Regions from separate parts of the Hordeum vulgare genome. Here region 1 is linked to region 2. A link is a contact called in public Hi-C data. All regions are on one chromosome and are shown on one strand. Each heading gives the region's core, a stretch centred on a gene start, on an enhancer-like site or on the middle of the called end of the contact. The rest is flanking DNA. Distances are from core to core; before and after follow the strand shown.

Region 1 (6,791 bases), core at 1,573-4,072, 240 kb before region 2:
TAATCAGGATGAGTTGAACCGTTATAAGGATTAGCCAGCAATTTCTCTAACAGAAGCGAAGGAATCTCATAATAAATATTTTTAGTAGGTTCATCGGGTTGAGGAACAACTTTCTCAACTTCCGTTCGAGACGAAGATGCCCCGAACAAGCCACTCAAAGGGTGACCGTTCATAGTGATAAGCAACATTAAATTTCAACACGTACCGAAAATGTTTCCTTACCAACTTCCACTTACCAAAGACGCTTCACTCCCCGACAACGGCACCAGAAAAGAGTCTTGATGACCAAAGTTGTCAGAATTGAGATTCTGAATTGGAACAAAACTCTGTTGGTAGGATCGTGAATCTTAGAATCATAACTACTAGGGTCGTAAAAACTTAGATTCTATGAGCAAAATCATACAATCTGAGGGGCTAGTTTGGATCGTAAGGTCGTAAGATTCTAAGACTTGAGTCGCGATTCTCACAACCTTGATCATAGAAACTTAGATTCTATGAGCAAAATCATACAATCGGAGGGGCTAGTTTGGATCGTAAGGTCGTAAGATTCTAAGACTTGAGTCTTGATTCTCACAACCTTGTCGATGACCCACGAGTATAGGGGATCAATCATAGTCCTTTAAAAAGTAAGAGTGTCGAACCCAACGAGGAGCAGAAGCAAATGATAAGCAACTTTCAGCAAGGTATTCCTGCAAGTGTTGTAAGTAACGGTGATAGATAGTTTTGTGGCAAGATAATCCGTAACAAGTGACAAGTAACAATAGTAGAAAATGTGCATCAAGGTAGCCCAATCCTTTTTATAGCAACGAACATGCCTGAAAGTACTCTTATATAAAGTAAGTGCTCCCGAGGACATATGGGAATTCCTGTCTAGTCATGTTCATCATATTGAGTTGATTCGCATTTGCTACTTTGATAATTTGATATGTGGGTGGACAGGTGCTAAGGTGTTGTTCTTACTTGAACTAACAACCTACTTATGATTACCCCCTATCGCAAGCATCCGCAACTAACAACCTCTTGCCTCCTTTGGATGCGAGTGTGTGCTCTTTTGTGTGTAGATGCTGAAGACGGGAAGTTGTGTGATCCTCCTATTGGTTTGATAACCTTGGTTCTCACTGAGGGAAATACTTATCTATACTGTGCTGCATCATATATCCCCTCCTCTTCGGGGAAAAACCCAACACAGATCACAAGTATCAGATGTCCGTCCCCCACTCTTTTATTTCCATAGCCATTTGTCTTAATCTCTTTAACCTTCCTATCGCGCCCCCACGACACAATAAGCACACCCATGATAACACATACGCAGAGGATATCTAGGGGCTCTAGTGGCGCTCCCAATGTCTGATGATGACGACGAGCGGCAGTTCACCTTGAGTCCCGTAGTGGACACCCATGTGAGGTTGATGGACCTCTAGGTGGTGTACACCAACGACTCGGTTTGGGTGGAGAGCCATATGTGATCTTAGGCCTTCCTGAAGTAGTGTTAATAAGTAATATCACCATACCCCCCACCTTGCAAAGGTATATCATGCGACAATCTTGTTGATTTGTTCATGAAGTCTCTATCAACTTCAACACTATTGAAACATGTTCATAGAATTGTTATGCAGTGACTTAGACATTTATAAGAATCAGGGGAGTCTCTTCTTGAATTGTAATATATTCACACATTATATTACCTACACTCCTTTTTCCTTTGTGAGTTTACTCTTCAGGATCTCATCAAGATTTTAATGAGATAATATCAACACAAGAATATATGCCACACCTCCTCTTTTCCATTAGATTTTTAGCAAATGTATACAAGGCATATTAATTATCCTCTGAACTTACCAATGAGTTTTATCATTTCGATATTTTCTTATATAAGTTATCAAATAAATAATTACCATCATATGCCATATCATTTTCTTCTTATATCCCTTTCACTTTGTTTTAAAGGAGTTTTTAATGGCACATCACACACATTCTCTTTCCTTATGAGTTTTCTATCGAAGTCCCTCATAAAATGTTTCTAATAAGGTGATGCATGCTATACTTTCAATTCTCCTCATGGGCATTCAAAATAAAAGTGATAAATCATATTTATTGTCTTATAAATTCGCCAATGAGTTTTCTCCTTCTTCAAATATTTTTCTCACATGAGTTTCAAGGATACAATAATTATCGTATGATGATATTTCTTTCTAATTAATTTTTCCACTGGTTTAAAAGGGTTTTAGCGACATATCTATACTACTCTTATCATATTTTTGTCACATGATTTTGAAAGAGAATGTCAAGATTAAGGATTTTTCAAGACAAGAGATGAATATATAAGAAGCCTTCAATGATGCATCATGCAAAAAATTGGCCTCGTATAAGAGGGAGTGTTGAAATTAATTAGCACGTGACTATTATCAATTACCACATGCTAATTAACGGACGTCATTACTAAAGGTGTGTCCAACCGCAAACAATCATGTATGTTCTCTTTATTGTCAAAAGGTACTTGCTTTGATCGCATGCCTCCGAATAGACACATTTTCTTCTATCCCTTTCAGATGCATATATACTTGAAAATAATTTGTTCGTTTTCTTCCGTTTTCATTGTACTGTGACAGAAAGCAATATCGGCGGGACCAAGGAACGACAAGTGGCATGCGTTCCAAGCGACCACGATGTGGGCACGCGTCATCTTTCATGCGCCCACACCACACGACTCGGGTCAGGCTCGGACTTTCGGGGCGGTCTCTGATTCGAAGCAGACGCGCTCCCAGTCCCGGTGGATTTCGACCGACCGTCACGTGCGTAAAGGGAGGGGCCTGCTCCCAGCCCCCGAGCCGGAATGCGACTACTACCACCAGCTCTCGCTGTTGGTTGTTCCGCTGCAGAGATTCCGCGACTCCATCTCCATATCCCACCAGCCAAAACCAGACCGCCGCACGCCCGCACGCCCGCACGCCTCCCCTGACCGCCGGAATCCGCCCGGATCCGCTGCCTCACCTGCTGGCGCTGCGGCCCCACACTTCTATGCAGTGGGTGGAGGCGGCGGTGATGCGTGATTGGTCGCGGCGGCGTTAGGTGCTCTTCTCCGGCCGCGGCGAGCTAGGCCATGGGGTGCATCCAGTCCACGCCGAAGCGGAGGCAGCACCCTGCTGGCTACGAGGACCCCGTACAACTCGCCTCCCAGACCGCCTGTGAGCTCGCTTGCTCGCATCACTTTTCCCCTTTTCTACGCAACCCATTCCGTGAATCCAGCTTCCGCTTCATTTCTCGGAAAAGGGTAAATGGATCCAGCTTCTGCTTCTTGCTAGGCGTTCTAGCCCTCGCGTACTTGGGAATTGGGATTAGGATTTGGAATGGGACTTGTCTTCTGCAGCCGGCCGTGTAGGTTGCCATGGATCCTGTAGCCAGTCGAGGCAATTCGAATAATCTGACCAGTAGATATGCTTAACTTATGTTTTACTTGCTGTGATATTCATCGGCCATCTGCTATTGACCCACCCCCTTCCTTGTGAATTTTGATTCGATGTTTGCCTGACTCCGTGCACTTGTTGTTCTGTTCATGTAGTCAGCGTCAGCGAAGTCGAGGCGTTGTTTGAGCTGTTCAAGAGCATTAGTGGATCAGTGATCGATGATGGTTTGATCAATAAGGTACCGATTTCTTATGAACGTGTGATCCCTTATCAGGTCGACATATACAAACATCAAATAAGCACCTGAGACCTATTTTTGCATACTTTTGTCTGTACCATTCAGACGAAATCGAACATTGCTATGCTGAAATTACATTCCGCTTGTTCCGACCCTCTTACAACTGATTAATTTATGCGGAAATACCCTTTTTCCGTGATTACATTTAGCCATCAATAGTTCTACTATCTCTCAACATACTAAGTGAAAATGGATTCTTGTTGTATATGTCGCCAAACATTTATTCTTGTTGTACAACCCAATGAGCCCGTTTCATAAATAACTATGACACGGTGAAGCCTAGTAGAGCTCGGGAGTACATGCTCCCGGCTCTAAATAAGTATTTTATCTCTTCCAAAAAAAAAGTTTCACACACTTAGGTCAGTATTAGGTAGATTTTGAGTTTCATGCAAAAATTTCCATTCTTGTGGCCTGTGCAAAACATAGAATAAAAATTAAAGCACATAAATGCCTTTTGGCTCATTATTATTATCTTTCCCATGCAGACTACAAGTCAACACATTTTCTCATGAAGAACTTGTTCCTAAGATAACCGTGTCACAAACTCACAATGTGTCCTGCATCAGATATTATTGCAAGTTATATGAACATCATGTAGCTCAAGGTTTTAGTCGTTATCTTGCATCTCATGTTATCGTAGTCTAGCTAAACTTCAAGGCTCATTTCATGCCTTACTGCTTACATAAGCCAACTGCTTGATTGGCATTTTCATATTGCAAAATTTGATTTGATCATTCATGGTAGTGTTCTAGACACCTGGGGAGAATGCTTTCCTTGTCCAGCGTAATTATAAATGTATCTTATGGTTATATATATATCAAAGAATTTGTTACTTGTTGTCATGTTAACCGGCACATATCTGCAATTATATGTACCACAGTGAACTATCATCTCGATGTCATTAGGTACTATATTTACTGGCAACTGAAACTATAAGTAATTTATATTCATATATACGCAGGAAGAGTTCCAGCTTGCATTGTTCAAAAACACAAGGAAGGAAAATCTTTTCGCTAATCGGGTACACATCCCCTTGGCAACCATTCTTATCTGTGATATTACATATTATATGCTGGGGCACAATGTTATCACTACAATTGACTTATATGAAATTGGCCTTGTAGATATTCGACCTTTTCGATGTCAAGAAAAGGGGCGTCATCGATTTTGGCGACTTTGTTCGAGCTTTAAATGTATTCCATCCAAATTTTCCAGTGGAAGAGAAAATTGATTGTAAGTTGTTGCGTTTCTGTCTTTTCTTCAGTTTATAGATACCATTCTCTCTCTTTCTAAAGGTTTTGAGCTGCTTGACAGTTTCCTTCAAGCTATATGATATGGATGGTACAGGCTTTATAGAACGGAAGGAGGTAATTTCTGCCCTTCTTGGTTTGTGCCTACGCCCATGGTTTTTTTCTTCTGAAATTTTCTGAATTAGTTGTATATACAGAAGAAATGCGTTGCTGTGTGACTGAAAAATCCAGAAGTGTGTGCACTTGTGTACTACCAACAACCAAGCCTTTCAGTCCCAAACAAGTTGGGGTAGGCTAGAGTTGAAACCCATAAGATCTCGAAACCAAGTCATGGCTCTGGAACGTGGATAGCTAACTTCCACGCACCCCTGTCCATGGCTAAGTCTTTGTCGATATTCCAAACCTTCAGGTCTCTCTTAACGGACTCCTCCCATGTCAAGTTTGGTCTACCACGACCCCTCTTAACATTCTCAGCATGCTTTATCCGTCCGCTATGCACCGGCGCTTCCGATGGCCTCCGTTGAATATGTCCAAACCATCCGAGACGATGCTGGACCAGCTTCTCTTCAATCGGTGCTACCCCAAGTCTCTCTCGTATATCGTCATTTCGTACCCGATCCTTCCTTGTGTGGCCACATATCCATCTCAACATGCGCATCTCTGCTACACCTTACTGTTGGATATGTCGTCTCTTGGTTGGCCAACACTCCGCGCCATACAACATCGCAGGTCGGTTAGCTGTCCTATAAAACCTGCTTTTTAGCTTTTGTGGCGCTCTCTTGTCACAGAGTACGCCAGAAGCTTGGCGCCACTTCATCCACCCAGCCTTGATTCGGTGGCCCACGTCTTCATCGATATCGCCATCCTTCTGCAACATGGACCCCAAATATCGAAACGTGTCTCTCTCCGGTACCACCTGCCCACCAAGGCTAACCTCTCCATCCTCGTGCCTAGTAGCACTAAAACTGCACCTCATGTGCACTTGTGTACTGCTGAAACAAAAAAATAAAATAACAAGAGACAAGGAGATGTACTCGTCTTGGCTTCCATTCTACTCCCTCCGTTCCTAAATATAAGACATTTCATTAGCGGATTACATACGGATGTATATAGACATACTTTAGAGTGTAGATTCACTCATTTTGCTCTGTATGTAGTCCCTAGGGAAATCTCTAAAAAAGACTTATATTTAGGAACGGAGGGAGTAGAAACATAATTCATATCTTCCAACGATTGCGCCACATGCTTGATAAATCATACATTGCTAGTACGAGTGTACGACAATGACTGCGATTGGCTTTTTTCTGACTAAGGAAGCAGGACTGACCTAACACTGAAAGTGTAGCTACCAATAGCGTTTCAGAACATCTAAATGGACCAGCATGCAGCAGCACACCTAACAATATTTGCTATACCCTAAAACCAGGCAGCCCCACAGATGCTCTATGCCATCTGGAAGCCAAGCCAAACAAAACATACAGGCTGCTGAACTCCGTAGAAACCAAGCAATAGCATATAACAACAATAAATATTTAAGAGTTTTATGGGCTCAAAGTGAGAATTTTAATGCTCACCAAGAACCATATGATAACGGTAAACAATCTAACCAATTACCATCCCAAAAGTTGTTATTGCTGCCATCACCATTTTGTGTGTATAAAGTATAGGAATATTTCGTAGCGTTCGTTTGTGTCAATTAAATTTTTTATAATCCTCATGCACAGGTAAAGCAGATGTTGATTGCTCTTCTAGGCGAATCGGAGATGAGATTATCTGACGAGATTGTTGAGACAATCCTGGACAAGGTATTGGATACCTTTTTAAGTTATTAGTTGCTTG
Region 2 (7,193 bases), core at 2,722-5,221:
AGGTCATTGGCTTAGAAAGTCATTAAAATACATTGGTGTCCTGCAGCCTTTGCGTGCGGTTCACGGTTAAAAAGAGCGAAAATACAATGAAGTATCATGGGACATCAATTGGAGAATCTTAAGTAATAACATTTCAAATGTTGAGACATATGAGAATAGTCATTAGTAAGTTGTCTGCACAATATCATGGATTGGGTAGGAAGACAGGGTCTATCGTCGCTTTGGAATCAGAGTTTGTTCACTCTCTTGTTCTGTGATATAAAACTGGAAGAACTTGGTTGGGGAGAGAAACTGAAAATAAGAGCATAATTTTGAGTTGGAGTTGCATTTCTACGTTTGTTATTTGTGTCTTCTATATGTGTTGGTATCACCTGAAATTAGTAGTGTACTTGTTTGTATTTTAGATCGCACATGTTAGTAAACAAATGTTGAGACATATGAGAATAGTCATTAGTAAGTTGTCTGCACAATATCATGGATTGGGTAGGAAGACAGGGTCTATCATCGCTTTGGAATCAGAGTTTGTTCACTCTCTTGTTCTGTGATATAAAACTGGAAGAACTTGGTTGGGGAGAGAAACTGAAAATAAGAGCATAATTTTGAGTTGGAGTTGCATTTCTACGTTTGTTATTTGTGTCTTCTATATGTGTTGGTCTCACCTGAAATTAGTAGTGTACTTGTTTGTATTTTAGATCACACATGTTAGTAAAAGTACATTTGTTTATGTATGTCTCTTCAAGGTTGTTAGTCTATACATGTGGATAGGGTCGCATTTGTTTATTGATGAAGTTGTTGGTTCCATGTGTAAACTCACCACCAACTCCAATCTTTATAAGTAGGAAAGATAAATAAAAGCATTTTTTACTATATACTCTAACCTTCTTATTTTGGCACTGCAGAGGAATTCGAAACTGACAGTGAAGATTCTGATGTTAGCGGTTCTGAAGGAGAGGACACATCTTGGATTTCATGGTTCTGTAGCTTGCGAGGCAACGAATTCTTCTGTGAGATTGATGATGATTATATACAGGATGATTTCAATCTCTGTGGCCTAAGCAATCAGGTGCCATATTATGATTATGCACTTGATCTCATCCTAGACATTGAGTCTTCTAATGGTGAGATTGTTTCTTCTTAAGAAGCTACTTTTTTTTTACTGTAAATACTAAATACACCAGTAACAGTGTAATGCAATTAACATGTTATTTCTGTGTGAAAAAAAATTCACTCTTCAACCTTGAACTCTAAAAGCGCTTGAAATGCAACCTTGAACTATTGAAACTGCCCACTTTTAAAGCTCAAGCGGTTTCACAGGCGGTGGTTTTGACTAATGTGGAAGCCACACAGATGCAACCTCAATGTCACGTCGCTGCATGTTATCAAATTCCATTCTTTTATCTGTTTGTACAATTCTGGTATATCTTTCTGTGAAAGTTTTTAACCCGGATGGTATAGTTTCTTTTGGAATTGTTTTCTTTAGTGTTTGTTTCTGGTGGTGACATCCACGCCATTGGCATGTCACAACCATCACCTGTACAAAAAATAAGCGGGCTATTTCAGTAGTTTGCCGTAGCATTTCCAATGGTTTTAGAGTTCAGGTTGAAAACTGAACTTTCTCCAAGTTTAGGGTTAAAAGTGTTTTTTTTTTCTGAATCTTACCATCTATTATTTGCATTTTCAGATCGTCTACTTATTTTTTTAATAATATCTTTGTTTATGTTCATCAATTTCATTTCATAATGAAGCAAAATTCCAGCAACTGTGTATATTCATTCCGCACTCTAGTATCCGCAGAAGGTACTGTTGAATTCATCTAAGTGGGGCCATTTTTGTACAGGTGATGTATTCACTGAGGAGCAAAATGAATTAATTGAGTCATCTGCAGAGATGCTGTATGGTTTAATCCATGCACGGTACATCTTAACTAGCAAGGGTCTAGCTGCAATGGTAATATATGTTTTCATCTTATGCGTCAAGATATAATTCTTTCTTGCCAGAGTACTGAATTACTACATTTTTATTTGTTGCAGTTAGAAAAGTTCAAGAATTATGATTTTGGCAGATGCCCTCGAGTATACTGCTGTGGCCAGCCCTGTCTTCCAGCAGGGCAATCAGACATTCCTAGGTCAAGCACAGTGAAGGTGTTTTGTCCAAAATGTGAAGACTTACACTATCCAAGGTCCAAGTACCAAGGCAGTATCCTTTTGATTTTTCACTCTGCTAAAATTATTAGTAATAATATACTAATATAATATATCCATCCATCGTAAGAGTATTAACTTGTGTGACCCATGAAACATGCTCTTCTCATATTATGATTGCTTATGTAATTTCTGATGCGGTTTTGTGGAAATTTAGCACTGTGATATAACTGTATAGAAAAAGGTTTAGGTAGTAATTTGTGGTCCGCACTAAACATGATTCGACTTTCCTTCATCCTGCATTTTGGACCTTTTGGCAGTTTGTGTTGCATATTCATACATGTGTTTGGTGGTTACAGTTATACTAGAAACAAACCTTCTACCGCTGTTACATCCTTTACTCAGCCAAGACATTGATGGAGCATACTTTGGTACGACGTTCCCTCATCTCTTCTTGATGACATATCCACACCTGAAGCCACAGAAGCCATCACAGCAATACGTTCCAAGGGTTTTTGGCTTCAAACTTCACAAGCAATCGTGACAAACTTTTACCAGCGGGCGCAATTTGTTTTTACCTAGTGTTAGAGATGGAACACCATGGCCTCAAAATGTTGTGGCCTCTTGATTCGAGTACTCGCGAGCTTGAATCTTGCTGTAAACTGCTGAGCAACTGTATCTGTTTTGTTGTATGACTGCTGTGTAATCTAGGTTTCTTCACTTGATCAAGCTATGCACATTTGCATGTTAGCAGGAGTTTTTCTGTGTCTGAATCTGATGCGTCTAGGTCAACCTAGCAAGTTAACTCCCTCCATTCACAAATATAAGATGTTTTGAATATTTCAGTATGGAGTACACACAGACTAAAATGAGTGAATAAACGCACTAAAACGTCTTTATGTACACCTGATTTAGAAACAAAAAGTTATAACACCTTATATTTGTGGATGAAGAGAGTAGTTTCTTACGTTATTGTGTGATTACTTTCGAGAACTTTGCATTCTCTATGTTCTCGTCTAGCAAGGCACTTACATCTTCGTGTATTCGTGCAAGTTCTTGGTTTTCCTGTTAGTATGTTCTGTGAGTTTATTGTTGGAAAGGTATACATAAACTATGTAGTACTCCCTTCGTTCCTAAATATTTGCCTTTCTAAAGATTTTACTATGGACTACATACGGATGTATAGATATACTCCCTCTGTCTGATGAAAAATGTACGTTTGGCTTTAAAATTTATCCACAAAAGAGTATACTTTTATCTTTCCAATGCACTTTAAAATAAAAAAATGTTTCTCTCTCATCATACAGTAATCAAGACTAATGACATTCTACACATAATCTTATTAATTTTTACATATACTTAGCTCATTGGGGTTGGGTAATTAAAGAGGAGAGAGATGGTGTTGCATCTTTTCAATGCATCTTTTACTTCACTTTATAATTTGTTCTAAAATGTCTATATGCACATTTTCATCGGATGAAGGGAGTAATTTAGAGTCTAAGTTCATTCATTTTGTTTCGTATATAATCCGTAGTTAATTTTTTTTAAAAACAAACATTTAGGAACGGAGTAAGTAGAGTAATTTCCTCAGTAGTTTTTTTAATGCGCAGAAAAACACTGGTTTCCCCTGCAAATAGAAGCAAGAAGAACATTAAAAATAGGGCAGAGCCGTGCTTGATGTTGGATCAAGATGGTGTGATGAGCAAACAAGTTGGCCCATTTTCTCCATGATTAGTCGAAGCAAACACACGGTATCACTGTCATACTAAAACCCATGCAGGAGCAATTGTCTATTCTGATTTATGATGCCTGGACACCTTGCATTAAAATAACCCTGTGGCACACGTAGGATATTATCCATCCGTCATGCCACCCACGGATGTGGATAAGCATGGCGATGTAGCCTGCTCATCAACATCAACCGCGCCACGACGAACGTGTCCTCTTTTGACCCGGTGACGCCTCAATTCTCAACAAATTATCATTCTCATTATACTACTGCCACTGTATTATCAACTCACATGTCCACCCTGAATCATCGTATGGAATATTCCAAACACACGACTCTGCCTTGAACTCAACTCATGAACAAGAGCAATAATAGACCCGCCACTGAGTGCACGGACCATACAAACTAAACTTAGAAACGGTCTTCTCTTGAGCTCGCAGCTCCAGTCACTGCACCACTAAACTTAGGAACGGCGACCTCGTCGCGGCACTTGGACCACCGCAGCCGCGTGGTACTGCGCGCTGCTAAACTTAGAAACGAACACTGTCTTCACACCCAGTAAAAATAGCCTCTTCGGGGCATCGCAAGTGTGTGTGCCAGTGTCAGTGCTAAACTTAGGAAGCTCGTAACTCCAGCCACCAAAACCATGTCTACTCCGCGCCTAAACTTAGGAGTGGTGCTCGTAACCTCACTCGCCGCATGCTGCCGTCCACTGTGACCTGAAGCACCGTACGTGGCCACGTGTGCTGTGCCTCTAAACTTAGAAACGATCTTGTCCTGAGCTCGTAACTGCAGCCACTTTGGCTCAGCCACGTACTAGTACTAGAGCACACCACGAGGACCAAGCGCGCAGAGGTATTAAAGCGTGCAAGCTTTGATCAAGTTTGTAGAAACAAATATCTGCAAACAGAATACCAAATGCATATGTTTGGATATTGCAAATGTAGAAACTTGAAGTTTGGCTTTCAGAAGAAATTATACGCGCTGTGTAGAACGGATAGAGTAATAAATTGACGGACCAAAATGGCCGAGGGCTTGCTTTTGCAGGGGAAATTCTAATCGTGGCCTGCTGAATAGAGCCCCATCCATTCCCCTTGTTTTCCTTGCACGCACACATGACAAAGCCAGATCCAGGCAAGGCGAAGGCACACGGAAATGGGAGACCTCCAACCGTCCAACGTGCTGGCCCTATCCGCCTACCACTTTTCATCCTTGGGTTCCATGTGCAGGCAAACAGACCTGCAAAACCTAACCAAGTAGTACATCGCGAGTAAAAGTGTGAGTCTGCTAGCTAAATGCATGCATCCCACGCTAAGTCGCTGTGATCTGCTAACCCGTGTGTCTGAAGTGTTTCTTAGTTTTTTCTTTTGTTGGTGAGAAAAATGTTCCAGTACCGTCTTCGTTCACAAATATATGATGTTATGAATATTTCAATATAAACTACGCACGGACTAAAAATACTGAACAAACACATTAAAAAAATGTTTATATGCATCTACTCCTTTCATTTCTAAATATATGCCTTTTTAGATATTTTATTATAAACTACATACAAAGCAAAATAAGTGATTTATATTATAAAGTATGTTTGTATACATCTGTATATAGTTTTTACTGAAATCTCTAAAAAGACTTGTACTCCTTTCGTTTTCAAATAAGTGTCGTAACATCTGTATTAAGTTAGTATATAAATTTTATACCAGATCGATGACACTTATTTTGAGACAAAGAAAGTATTTAAAAACGAAGGTAGTAATTCATAAAAAAAGTTAGAACATCTTATATTTGTGGACGGCTGGAGTATTATTTAGCATCTTTTGTCTTCTACGACATTCGTGCATAAGAAACTTCACACCTACGACGTGAGCATTGTACCCATGTTTTTAAAGGACGTTACTTCCAATGTAACTAGCACTGTTCGGCTTCATTTTGTATTCTCAATAATTGCAATTTGATTGGGATCGTAAACAAAGGACAAACTCTGCATACATCAGCAAAAAGGGGTTCTGGCAAGACTATCACTGCCTAACAAGTATTTAAACCAGATAATTACTTGTGCCTAGCAACTGGAGAATAAATATTTTGCTAGGTTAGCCTGTGAATTAACTGCACATATTAATTTAACAGTGTGTAAAATATACTCCCTCCTCCGTCACATAATATAAAAGCGTTTTTTTCAAAATAAGTTTCCTAAGCTTAGTACAATTCTGTACTAGAGCTAATATAAAATTGTGACACTTATTTTGACATGAAGGGTGTAGGACGGAGGAAGTAGTTTTTTAGATTGATATAACTTTATTTGGTAGTAAACCCTTGTTTGATAATCATTTATTGGCTTATCGAAGAAAATGTAAAATTATTTGGTAAATAAATAAGTGGTGGGGCATATGTCATGTTGGACGAAGGACGAGCGAACAATTTCATCCCAGGTTGAAAAACATGACCCAAATTACATTTAATTACTTGAAGGACAAATATAGGAATCATTTATGATGTTATCATAGATAGATTTTTTCCCCTTTGTATGAAGAATATTTCCACAAATTGCAAAGCCCACAAATTAGAAAACCAAACATAGAAACATAAAATATGGAAAAACAGCCGTAATTTGAGATTCCTTTGAACCCATTCAAGGGGGCCATTCCCAGCATAAGAAAAGAAAACTGTTAATTAGTGGTTAGGATCTGGTTGATCCAGTTGAATGTTAGGGCATCTTTGATTCACATGATTTGTAAACCGCAGGAATGTAGAAAAACATGACAATGAAGTTGCATCCCATCTTTAATATTGTATGATTAGTATGGACGTTTGATTGTGCGTAGGAAAATCATTGGATTCTTCACACGATGTGAGAGTGGATGATTTTTTTTGTCTATGATATAGGCGGTACAAATGGATCGTAAGGAAAATCCTGCAAATCAAACAATTGATGTAAGTAAAAAAAATATCTGAGAATAATACTAGATGCCCTCAAATTTTCGTTTAGGATTCCATTGAATCAAAGAGGCCCTTAATTATTACTACACTGAACTCGTTTGCATTAATTACACTAATCACCCGTTGCATGGGGAAGAAGGAAGGGAGGAAGGAGGAGAAGAAACCCAGCGAGAAGACAGGGAGCAGGAGAGAAAAGACCCGAAAAAACTGGTGCTGAAAAGCGAGGAGAAAAGCGTAGAGAAGACGGCAGCCTCCCTCCCCTCCCCGCCCCGCCCATGTCGACACCTCCTCCTCCGGCCACCACCTCCCCCAATCCCAATCCCAATCCCAAATCCGGCCCCAATCCCAACTAGATGCACCACCACCACCTCCCCGTCGCCGCCGCC

What was found. Hi-C and Micro-C count contacts between places; a contact is called where the count stands out from the background.
Region 1: a contact with region 2 is called in a Hi-C map of seedling, with 6 times the contacts expected there. The contact joins the promoter of LOC123439114 here to the enhancer-like site in region 2. A contact is called at or near these places in 1 of 6 Hi-C or Micro-C datasets (seedling) and 1 of 1 datasets of contacts at active chromatin or transcription factors (embryo).

Annotation. Positions count from the first base shown.
Region 1 is chr1H:382,482,299-382,489,089 of MorexV3_pseudomolecules_assembly, reverse strand. LOC123439114 (calcineurin B-like protein 1) reads left to right here and starts at 2,822. Exons shown (of 8, transcript XM_045115865.1): 1 at 2,822-3,185; 2 at 3,560-3,642; 3 at 4,664-4,723; 4 at 4,827-4,935; 5 at 5,017-5,069; 6 at 6,677-6,757. The coding sequence starts at 3,101.
Region 2 is chr1H:382,246,944-382,254,136 of MorexV3_pseudomolecules_assembly, reverse strand. It overlaps LOC123439104 (putative casein kinase II subunit beta-4), which reads left to right. Exons shown (of 5, transcript XM_045115855.1): 2 at 900-1,118; 3 at 1,838-1,947; 4 at 2,031-2,196; 5 at 2,552-2,914. The coding sequence ends at 2,685. It overlaps LOC123439094 (phosphatidylinositol 4-phosphate 5-kinase 4), which reads left to right and starts at 6,950. Exons shown (of 3, transcript XM_045115843.1): 1 at 6,950-7,193. The coding sequence starts at 7,161. Within about 2 kb of position 3,971, at least 2 of the 3 cell types and tissues checked have open chromatin away from gene starts, as enhancers often do. A contact at or near this core is called in seedling, where this site is marked.